Regions from separate parts of the Astyanax mexicanus genome. Here region 2 is linked to region 1. A link is a contact called in public Hi-C data. All regions are on one chromosome and are shown on one strand. The core of a region is the stretch at or near the end of the contact, and the rest is flanking DNA. Distances in the headings are between cores, read along the strand shown.

Region 1 (5,908 bases), core at 1,836-4,335:
CATTTCTACATTTTTTTTTATTGCTAAACAGACAAACTAACCAATCTAACTCTGACATTTCTCTCTTCATCGGTCCAGTGGAGAATAACCCTGACACAGCAAAAACTACAGGCAGCCGGCCTGGTTTAGTCTCTCTCACTGAGGGTGACGTGACGTTATAACAGAACTGAGCACTCTCTCACTTATATGGCACAGAAAGTTTCAACCCAGTCAACCTGATGTAGAAAACTACCTCACTGCTCTACCTAAAATAGTCATAAATAAATCAAATATATATACAGCTCTGAAAAAATGAGAGATCACTTAAAAATTGAGTTTCTTTGATTTTAGCAAATTGAAAACCTCTGGAATATAATCAAGAGGAAGATGGATGATCACAACAAGTCATCAAACCACCAAACTGAACTGCTTGATTTTTTGCACCAGGAGTAAAGCAGCATAAAGTTATCCAAAAGCAGTGTGTAAGACTGGTGGAGGAGAACATGATGCCAAGATGCATGAAATTAAAACTGTGATTAAAAACCAAAACCAGAGTTATTCCACCAAATATTGATTTCTGAACTCTTAAAACTTGTCTCCATCTTTTTGTTATTTCGGCCATTTCTCATTTTCTGCAAATAAACGCTCTAAATTAGAATATTTATATCTGGAATTTGGGAGAAATGTTGTCTGTAGTTTATAGAATAAAACAACAATGTTCATTTTACTCAAATATAAACCTATAAATAGCAAAATCCAGAACTGTTTATATAAAGATGCTGAGATGCTGGTATGGAATCACCAATTGTTTCAGGTTGTCTATGTTACCTTCTGGCTTTTCCTTTTAATTTTAGTTAGGATGTTACAGTAAATTCGACCCTCTGTTAAAGGTTTACATTTTCTGTACTTAATAAATCCAATCATTACAAATTCTATCTATTTACCTCTTTCAAATGAACACCTGTTTTCAACCTGTTCAGTCTGACACTAACAGACGTTTAGCTGTCAGGGTCTTCTGTTATCCTCTTCAGATCAGCTGCCACCATCCAGCTACTGCTCTACAGTGTAAAGAGCTTTTGTTATAGACTTCCTAAAAACCTCCATCTTGGTGAGGTCCTATTATATCTTACCCAACTCAACTCAATGGAGACAACCACCCAGGTTCAGACAGCCTCAACAGTAAACCAATGAGCTAATGCAGAAAGACTGGTTCTGCTGTCAATGGTGTGGAATCTAGCTGAGGGTAAACTGGTTTATAAACTGTAAACTTTACAAAAAACAAAACAAAAAAAAAAACAACATTCATGAATCTGAAATATGCAACACATTCCAAGCAGCTCAACATTGAATACCAGCCAATGTCAAACTGTGGAGCACCAAGAAAACAAAAAAGTAGTAGGGCTGGTTCTGGCCTTACTCTCATTCACTAAGAATGAACAAGTTTTATAAATTACAAATGTATTATTAGTCGCTGCACCTAAACTGGTTTAATAAACTGTAAATTTTACAAAAAGCTTAACTTACTCCATTTAATTAAGTAACTTCTGAATTCTTTCTATGAAATACTACAGCTTCTGACTGTCAGCACCTGAAACAACAATAAGCAAAGGTGGATATACTGTATATAAAGTTTACAAAAGCTTCAATTTGTACAATTTAGTTAATAGAGTCTTGAGATATATAAATTATTCAACAAACTTCCAGCAGCCCAATGGTAAGAACCACCCAGTTTCAATGAATCAAGTGTAGACGAGCTGATTATAGTGTTAAAATTGTAAAGTTATAACTGTAAACTCTACAGAATGCCCAATCAAGGCTGGGTCATAGGTGTATCTTGTGTCAAACCAACCCAATGGTAAAAAACATCCAGTTTCAGACAGACACTGCTATACAGTACTGCCAATAAAACTGTTAATAGTATAAAAGGTTTAAAGCTCACGGTCCCTGAGATTAAACTGGATTTACAATCTGTAAAGTTTACAAAAACTTCAATTTGTCCAATTTAGTTAATAGAGTCTTGATATATGTAAAATACTCAACAAACTTCAAGCAGCCCAATAGAGAAAAAACACCCAATTTCAGTCAGTGCCTCACTGTAGAGTCTGAAAAACCAACAAGCAAATGTAGATGAGCATATAAATGTAAAGTCTACAGAATGAGTAAAGTCTGCAATATATCCCCTGTCAAATCAACCCAATGGTGAAAAACACCCAACACTGTACTGCCAAACCAACTGGTCAAAATATAAAAAGGTGTGAAGCTCACAGTCAATGAGATTAAACTGGATTTCTAAACTGTAAAGTTTACAAAAAGCTCCTTTTAGTCCATTTCATTAAGCAACTTTACAAACACCCTATTTCCCAGTTTCTGAAAGTCAATACACTTTTATAGTGCCTTAAAAACAACAAGCAAATGTGTATAAATTGTTTATAGTGTTAACGATGTGAAACTCTTAGTAACTGATATTTACAAACTGTAAAGTTTAAATAAACCTGTAAATAAAGCTTCTTTCCACTCCAAAAAGTCCAATAGTGGGAAGCACCCAGTTTCAAACAGTCAGCTCTTCAGAGCAGAGCCTGAAAAACCAACCAGTAAAAGTAGCTGGACTGGTTCTGCTGTTAAACACAGGAATCAGTGATTTAAATACAGGAAACTGAGAGAAACTCACCTTATAAACTTTCCCAAAAGCTCCATCCCCCAGCTCTCCTACTATCTCCCACTGATCACCGGGGTTCACATCCCTGTGAACGTGTTCATACTGCTTCACTCTCTTCTTATCCAGAGTGGGGAGACGAAAAATCCGGCCGAATATTGAAGCCATGGTGAATAAAGCAGAATTAACCTGAATAAAACTCAATAAAACTCTGTATAACTCTGTTAAACTGAGTCTCAGAGTTCTCCGGCGGAGTTTACTGGGGTATAAGTGAACTCCAAAAGCTCAAACTCTCCCAAAACTCCCTCCTACTCCATCCTCACAGCTCAAAAACCACAAAAACTAAAACATTAAAACTCCTAAATCTGTAGAAACTAAAGAACAGGATCTGAACGCGAACATCTCGCCGCTCGCGCGCACCGAGTGGCGCCCACCTGCAGCTCTCACACACTCAAACCGCAGCGGCTCCGATCCGCAGAGAATCGGTTCTCTTGATCCGGTTCTTTTCTACGATTCAGACGAACCGATTCATAGGTTCAAAAGAATCGAATATTACTGAACTGAGTCAGCTGAGAAGAAATATTTATACTTACGTCATTTTAAGAACGAACGTCATATTGTACCTTTTTCTTGGCGCAAGATGGTTCAGTTTCTAAAGCAACGCTATAATATAAATATAAGTTAAATATATTAAAATAGTATATTAAAAAATATCAAATATGCCTTTAAAAATTAAGTGTTTTTGTGTATGTTTTATGTTTGTGTTCTTTGTTTATCGTGTTTCCTCCTTTTTGTATTTTTGAGGTAGAGTTACAGATATACAGTGAATAGTGAATATTTGAGTAATGTTCTAATCCAGGTTATGAGAAACAAGAACTACTCAACTAAACACAGAAAAAAAGTCAGTAAATCCAAAACGTTTAAAGAACTTTGGTATAATGTTGAATAAAGGTTGTAATGCAACCAAAACTTTACTCAATGATATTTAATATTTCCTGATAGCAGGAGATATTTTTAATCTATTTAATTAATTCACTGAGAAGAACTGTGACTTCATAAAACTCTGTGATCAGATCCACCCAGAAACAGAACGATTCAAAAGAATCAGTTCACTAAACTGAACTGAACTCCTGTGCGAGCTAGAACGCACGCCTGTCACCTAGGCCACGCCCCCAACACGGCGAGGCATCATGGGATTTGTAGTTTGTTTATTTTTTCAAACAGTTTAACCTTCTTTACCAGCTTTTAGGCACATAAAGCCTTTTGTGATGCTTTAATACTCTTTACAGTTTAACACTTTTAATATGATTTGAACTCCTTAATGTCCTTATTGCAAGAATATGAAATATAACTAAACACAACCGAAATTTATTTTAAAATACAAAAAAAGAGGAGAGAAAAGCTCAAAAACAACAATTACATATTGTAACTCATTGTGACTCAAAACTAAATAAAACAATAAATAAATAAAAATAAAAAAAGATTAATAAAGCAAGTTAGAGCACTATATCTGCACAATGCCTCCATCTAGTGTTTATATAGGGTAAAGACATAAACTGAGAAGCAGTGAAAGAAGAAAAGAGAGACTGAAATAGATACAGAAAATATTAATAAATAAATAAATAAATAAATAAACAAATAAATGCTAAGGAGTCGTTGTGATGCAATCAAAATTTATTTGCTGTAATATTTGATAAATGAGATTATGAAAACACTGAACAACAAAGGTTTAAAAATATATAATATAATATAATATTATATAATATTTTTATATATTTGTTTATAAGATTGAAGCTCAGAAACAAGTTTACGTGAAAGAACGTATACATAGAACATACTCACATAAAAGAACAAAAACATTAGTATTTAGAATAAAGACATACAGCAAAAGTTTAGAACTATAATAAAACTTCATATATAGTCATAAAGTGATGTACTGAATGAGCTGGGTATAAACTCCTTAATTTTGCTTCTTCTTAGTATCTTCTGCCTCGCAGTACAGCACAGTCATCATAGGTGAAGGCCAGTTCCTAAAACACACACACACACACACACACACACACAAGTTAACACAGAATGCAATGAAACTCCAACTCTGTCATCTTCTAAGTTCAAAGAAAATCCTGCACAACAAAAACAGAGCTGGAAAACAGGCCAGTTTCAAAGTCCCAAAACTGTTACATCACAGTCTTCACTGGATTTAGGTGATTCATTCTGCCCCATTGCTACAGATGTATAAAATTAACCCCTTATCAAGTCACTTTATAGAGCTGCAGAGAGGGACCGACTCCACACTGATGACTACAGGTTTAGAATAAGATGTCATAACAACTCATATAGGTGTAATATGTAGGTGTGCCAATACTTGTGTCCATATAGTGTAGCTACAAAGGGGGACTGACTCCACACTAATGTCTATGGGTTTATAATGGGCTTTTTTTAATGGGTTTTATTAAAGCTTCTGTAGACATGATGTGTAAGTGTCCCAATACTTTTGTCCATATAGTGTAGATATAAAGGAGAACCAGATGCACATTAATGTCTGGATTTATGGATTTAGAATCTGAAGTCATAAAACTCCTGTAAAATTAACGTGTAGAAGTCCCAATACGTGTAATATCTTCATATTAATGTTTATGGGTTTAGAATAGGATGTAATTAAAAGGGGGACTGACTAGAATAAAAGCACAGACACTAAGTGTGTCTTTGCTGATTTGCAGAAAAGCAGAAAAACTGTAAAACTGTCTCTTTTTTTTGGCCAAACTATTACTGTAAGTGCAGAATTAGAGCTAATCTGAGCCAAACCAGAACAATCTGGATATTTGAGGCTTGGAATTTAGCCTTTAGGTCTAATGAGGCCAAACCATTTATGTGTTTCTCGCTGTCCACTGTGGAGAAGGCCAGGCTTTACTGATAATAAGAGATGTAATTTTTTGTAACTGTATTCTGCATTTACTGTGTTCCACATTTAAACACTTGCTTACGCAACAAACACGTACTACAGAACATTATAATTGGAATAAATCTACATTTGTCCGGAATGTCATGAAAAAACAGCACTGTAGGATTTGCACAGTCACTGTAAATTAGTTAGAGACATCCTGATGACCTTTGAGTTGTATTTAAAACAAAAAAAACGTGTCTGGTGCTCCACTGGGTAAAATAGAGCATTTGAGTTATGATTTTATCCACTTTATTTACAGATATACGTATTTTGTTAGCTACAAAGAGGGATCGACTGCACACTAATGACTGTGTATGGCCTTAGAATGGGAC
Region 2 (5,908 bases), core at 1,528-4,027, 60 kb before region 1:
ATTTTTCTCATTTTATGACTATTAAATGCCAATGACCTAATGATAACAGAATAGCATATAAATGCAATTACACACTTTTTAAAGACCACAAAATTTAAATAAATCTTTTATTATAATTATTTAGGGAATTATACACTTATTTCTTCACCTACTTTTGTCCACACTGTGTGTATGACTAGCTAAAATAATGTTCATTATTATATATGTGAATAAACATACAAATAAACACAGTTGGCGTTATCTTGATTTTTAAAAAATGATTGAGGTCATGCTCATTTATTGTACGATAAATCGATATTGCAATTATTGTGACAGGTCTATAAACAACAGCGACTTGTTTGCTCCAACAAGATTCAGAAGTATGGTCGTCTTTTATGAGGACAGTATCAGTATAAGATTACTCATGTCGGCTGTTAAATAAATACATTGTATGAGAATAATTATCACTTTTGCATTTTTTGGTTGCAATTTAGATACAGGTATCAAAAAAATATATAGTTTGGGTGTCGGTATCGACTTCAAGGTATCATAATATCGGTATCTGTATCGAAAATGAATACCCAGCCCTAGTCGTAACTAATGTCAATGATGTTTATCATTGACATTGACAGAGCTCTTCAAAGAGCACTTACTCTCCTAACACCTCTAACTAACTACCTTCTACTACCAGATCAGGAGAATCTCTCACTATCTTTAATAAACTCCTGAAGACAGAGCTCTTCAAAGAGCACTTACTCTCCTAACACCTCTAACACACTAACTACTTCTAACCTCATTTCCTTCTTCCCCTCTTTCACTCCTCTATCCTATTATTCCCCTTTGACCTCCTTTTATCCCTATCCAAAGATGTTTTACCTTTAAACTTATTTTACATTGTACTTGACTATTGTAAGTCGCTTTGGACAAAAGCGTCTGCCAAATGTAATGTAATGTAATGTAATGTAATGTTTATAACAATGTTTATTACTGGCATAAATATTGATATTAGATACCCTTGCTGAGAAATGCTACTTTAAATAGAATAAATAGGTTTAATACAATATTTTGACAGCAGTTGTGGGCGGAGAATAGGACGTCACTACCTGTCAGTCTGTTTAAGTGTGTGTGTGTGTGTGTGTGTGTGTGTGTTTATTACACATACATTCATCTCCTGGTCGAAGCGTCTCTGCATCTGATCTTTCTGAGTGTCCAGTTTAGTGTTGAGAACAGCCTGAGCGCGGTGTTCCTCCTTCTGCAGCAAACGCAGCTCCCTCAGCTCCTGACGCCTGCACACACACACACACACACACACACACACACACACAGTTATATATACACAAATATGTACACGCATTAAATCTGATTGTTTTTTCTGAAGTGAGAGAAGTGCTGGAGGGTAATGGGCAACTCCAATGGACAAGTACAAAATCAGATGAGCATTAATTATTTTTAATTATTATTATTTTATTTGTTAATTTGTTAATGTATTTATTTTTTATCCACCAGCTGAGAATCACTGATGTAAAATAATTTGTAGTTACACACTGTAATTATACACTGTAGTCCTGTATCTGTTTCTTTACATACTTTATTATTATTATCCTATTTTCACCCTGCTTTAATATTTTTGTAATACTACACTCAGGTCAGCGGGGCTGAATCACCACTAGATGGCAGTAATGGATTAGATACAGACTCTGATTAATATGTTTACTGTTAAAACACTCGCTCTGTTTATGAATAAATATGGATGTATCTGTTTTGGTTAATTATGATATAATGTTTAATCATGTGATACTGTACTTCTTGGAGCATATTGTTGCCATCACATAAAATTGACAGTGTAAAAAGTAAAAAAAAAAAACTAAAAAAAAAAAAAAAAAATTAAAAATTAAATGTAACTTTTAAAGTAAAAAAAAAAAAAATGTAAGTACAATTTATATTACATTTTATAGAATAAAACTGCATATGTAAATCGCAATACACTCGCCCTGATAACTGATAACTAAGTAAGATAATTAACCCTTTATGTCATGTTGTTGCCTTCAGGCAAAAAAACACTGTTTTGAATAATTACATTGACCTTTCATTATTGTTACATTATTAGAGTACATATATGTGGGTATTTTCTTTTCGCTTACTCACTAATACACTTTTTATAATTGAGAATTTTTTTTAAAGAAAAAAATATATATTTTTTGCCTATTTTTTGTGAGATTGTGGATCCATATTGATTTATGAATAAAAAAAAAATAATAATAATAATAATTTCAGCATAATTGCTTCGTTATGTAGGTTATCTGAGGTTAAATAAATATGTAAATCGATATATATATATTTAAATAATATAACTATTTTGCTTAAATACTGTATACAACATTTTAAAACTTTTTTTAGGATATGTTTCGTAATGCAACAGGGTTATTTATCCTTTAAAATAGACAAAATGGAGAAAAAAAAATAAAAGAATAGAAGCTTTAAAGAAGGTCAGTGTAGGTTATGTATGAGTTTGTGTAGGCGTCATATAGCCTCCTGACTGCTGCCCTTCTGTAAAGTGTTCTCTAAAGAGTCAAACTGACATTTTAAACTGATCAATAATTTGAGGGAAAGTTTATATCAAAGGTGATACGAGGATTTTTGGGGGCGGGGGGTTGGTTGAATTGTGTCAGGTGTGATAGAGCTGGAAATCACCTCAGCGTGTAGGTGTTAGTGTGTGTGTGTGTGTGTGTGTGTGTGTTGCAGGTCTGAGGTGGAAACACTGATCTAAGTGATTAATATAAGCAGATGGAAAGTCAGCCTCAGCCCCTCAGTTCTTTCTGCCTGCGAACACAAAGAGTCCCCTGTGTATCAGAGCGCCGCTCTCACCCGCCTAAAATAGGCTGTTTACTCAGCGCACATCCCAACATTAACCAGAGCATCATCAACCGCCCAGCAGAACCACAGAAACAAACCCTGAGCACAGAGACACTTCACATTCAGCCTATAAATTTAACCTCTTAATGTGTTTAGTGCCCAATGTTAGCATATGCTAACTTAAGGTTAGTATAGCTAATTTAAGGTTAATATAGGTTAAAAAGTAAACAGTATCAGCAGGGCCAATCAAAATGGAAATCTTCATTTCACTTCTTCTTTTCTCTTCTAGCTTCCCGATGGATAACTTTATGCTTCATGATTAAACTTTATGGTTACTGAAGGTTCATGTTCAGTAAAAAAAAGTAAAAAATAAATAAATAAATAAATAAATAAAATAATAAAAAATTACAAGTATCCAAGTATGTCCTGAAAATAAAATCCAGCCTGTGTGAATGTTTCCTATAATATACTATAATTAAATGCTATATTATATCCTATAAATAAACTAAAAATTATATATTATATATATCCTCCTGAGACCCAGACTTTTTTTTTTTTGTGTTTTTTTTTATTTTATTTCTCCCAGCTGTTTCAGCTTATTAGGACCTAACAAGTATTAAAAAACAATGCAAAAACAAATGTCCTCATATGTGGATTGTAGTTTATTTAACATTTAACTAATTAATTTTAGCTTTCTATACTAAGTAATCAAACTACCGTATTTTTCGGACTATAAGGCGCACCATATTATAAGGCGCACGATGAGTGAACGGTCTATTTTTAGTGTTAGTCCATACACAAGGCGCACTGGATTATAAGGCGCACTAAATGAAACTTTATTTATATCAGTAACAATAACTCTGAGCAATAAATCCTTCACAATATCTGTGAAAAATAACAACATCTCTGAGCAATAAATCAACAAGCACAGCAAGTACGTATTACTCCGCGACGCTCCTGACAACGGTAGCCGCAACGCTCCGACAGACCATAATATTATGTTGAAGCACAGCAAGTACGTATTACTCCGCGACGCTCCTGACAACGGTAGCCGCAACGCTCCGACAGACCATAATATTATGTTGAAGCACAGCAAGTACGTATTACTCCGTGAGGCTCCTGACAACGGTAGCCGCAACGCTCCGACAGACCATAATATTATGTTGAAGCACAGCAAGTACGTATTACTCCGCGAGGCTTCTGACTATAATAGCGTGTTGTGCCGAATTCGGTGAATAAAACGGTTTTAAAACAGAGATAAAGATTGGATAAGTTTCATTTCTGGATGAAGTGATTTCCAGCGCTGTTTGGATATAACTGTGGATTACAGGAGACTGGATTGATGGATTCTCTTTAGTCTGGACGCGTTTTGAAGGTAGGACCTGTGGCTGAGCGCGGGTGTGTGTTCGGGGGGTGGCGGCAGTGACCGGAGGTTACCCCAGGACAAAAGGAGAGCCTTTTATTACTGGAAACATGCGCTCTGACGCAGCTCTAATTCATGAAACATACATCCTACAGTAAAAGCACAGTTCTGGAATCCGGAGAGCCAGACGGTTCGAATGGTGTATGACATGACCGCATTCGATGAAATATGGACGAACGATAAACGCAAATATGAGAGTTATGAATTATTAAAATCATAACCAAGGCATATTTCGCCCTAAATGTTTATTTTCTGAAAGGATATTCCGCTAAATAGGCTAAATAGCTCAAAAGCAGAGATTCTAAGCTTTAAAATGGTATATTGGATGTCTATATTGAACCTGTAACTGTTCATAACTATTCAGAAACACAGCCAGTTATGAAATATTAAATATTTCTGGCCCGCCGGTGGGCCAGCGCGTGTTAAGAGGTTAACTTTACTTAGAAGTGGGCGCTAAAAAGAAACAGTTTGTGCTATTACCCCAGAACGGGTGGAAAGGAAAGTTTACCGGCACCTTGTTCTGGCCACGGAGCTACAGTGGAAACTAGCTACCCTGAACCACAGCCGAGAGGCAGTACGGCAGTCAAAGGTAACCGCGCGCTAGCCCAAGAGGGGGATCTTTTTCTGGCGTGGGTGAGGAATTCTGCACAACAGAGCGCTGTGTACCACATAAAAATCGAGGTCAGTAAACACAAGCAAAATCCATACACAAGGCGCACTGCATTATAAGGCGCAATGACGATTTTTGGGAAAAAATAAGTATTTTAAGTGCGCCTTATAGCCCGAAAAATACGGTAGTTTCAAACATAAAAGCCGATGAGAATTGTTACCTGGCCCATATTTCTGTCTCAACTGGCTGTAGAAACTTTTGTCTGGGATTCCCGCCATCTTGTTTTCAATCAACTAAGTGTAATGTTGTCTTGTGAACACTAGATGGTATGGGCAGTGTCTCCATATCAGACAAAGGGTCAGCGTTTAACAAAAAGAAGTATCATGGTGCAGAGAAGCAGAAATGTAATGTCCACATAAGAGGACGCGGGGTCTCAAGAGGATATACATATTATATATTATATGTATCTTATATAAGTATATTATAAGATCTATATTATATATAATATATAATTTATTTTTTGTTTAATGTCAAATTGGTATGTCACATTATGGTCTTGGGGCCTAAATGTTTAACTGTTCTCACCAGCAGGAATAATATAAATGGAGGGTATAACAAAAAATAATCTCGACTAATCGAATAAATAATTATTAAGCAGATTAGTCGACTACTAAAATAGTCCTTAATTGCAACCCTTGAGAGTGTGTGTGTGTGTGTGTGTGTGTGTTTTCCAGAAACTTGCCTGAGGAATCTCATCTCTTCATCTTTCTTGTCGTCGTCGCTGATGATCTTGGCGGTGGTGACGCTGACCTCCACCCCGTCCACCAAGAACTTACGGGTGCGCTTCAGCGTCCTGCGGGATAAACGCGGGTCCTGCAGAAAAACAAAAGACTATTGTTATTTTTGTCATTGTTTCTTTTTATTTATATTTTTATTAATATTTTCCATGATGTCTTACTATACATTCAGTTTTTTGACATTTGTGTGCTTTAGCAACATTCTTGCTAATAAAGCCAACTTGAATTGAATTAAAATAGAATTGA

What was found. A called contact is a pair of places that touch in the nucleus more often than the background predicts.
Region 2: a contact with region 1 is called in a Hi-C map of muscle, with 20 times the contacts expected there. The contact joins the enhancer-like site here to the promoter of stk10 in region 1. A contact is called at or near these places in 3 of 3 Hi-C or Micro-C datasets (blood and muscle).

Annotation. Positions count from the first base shown.
Region 1 is chr17:45,662,905-45,668,812 of AstMex3_surface, reverse strand. stk10 (serine/threonine kinase 10) reads right to left here and starts at 3,085. Exons shown (of 19, transcript XM_022676618.2): 1 at 2,648-3,085. The coding sequence starts at 2,800. zmp:0000001268 (CYTL1 domain-containing protein) reads right to left here. Exons shown (of 4, transcript XM_007252796.4): 4 at 4,338-4,662. The coding sequence ends at 4,609.
Region 2 is chr17:45,722,635-45,728,542 of AstMex3_surface, reverse strand. stk10 (serine/threonine kinase 10) reads right to left here. Exons shown (of 19, transcript XM_022676618.2): 10 at 5,608-5,738; 11 at 1,142-1,265. Among protein-coding and RNA genes, the nearest start is that of stk10, 60 kb to the right of the region's middle. Within about 2 kb of position 2,777, the one cell type or tissue checked has an H3K27ac peak away from gene starts, as active enhancers do.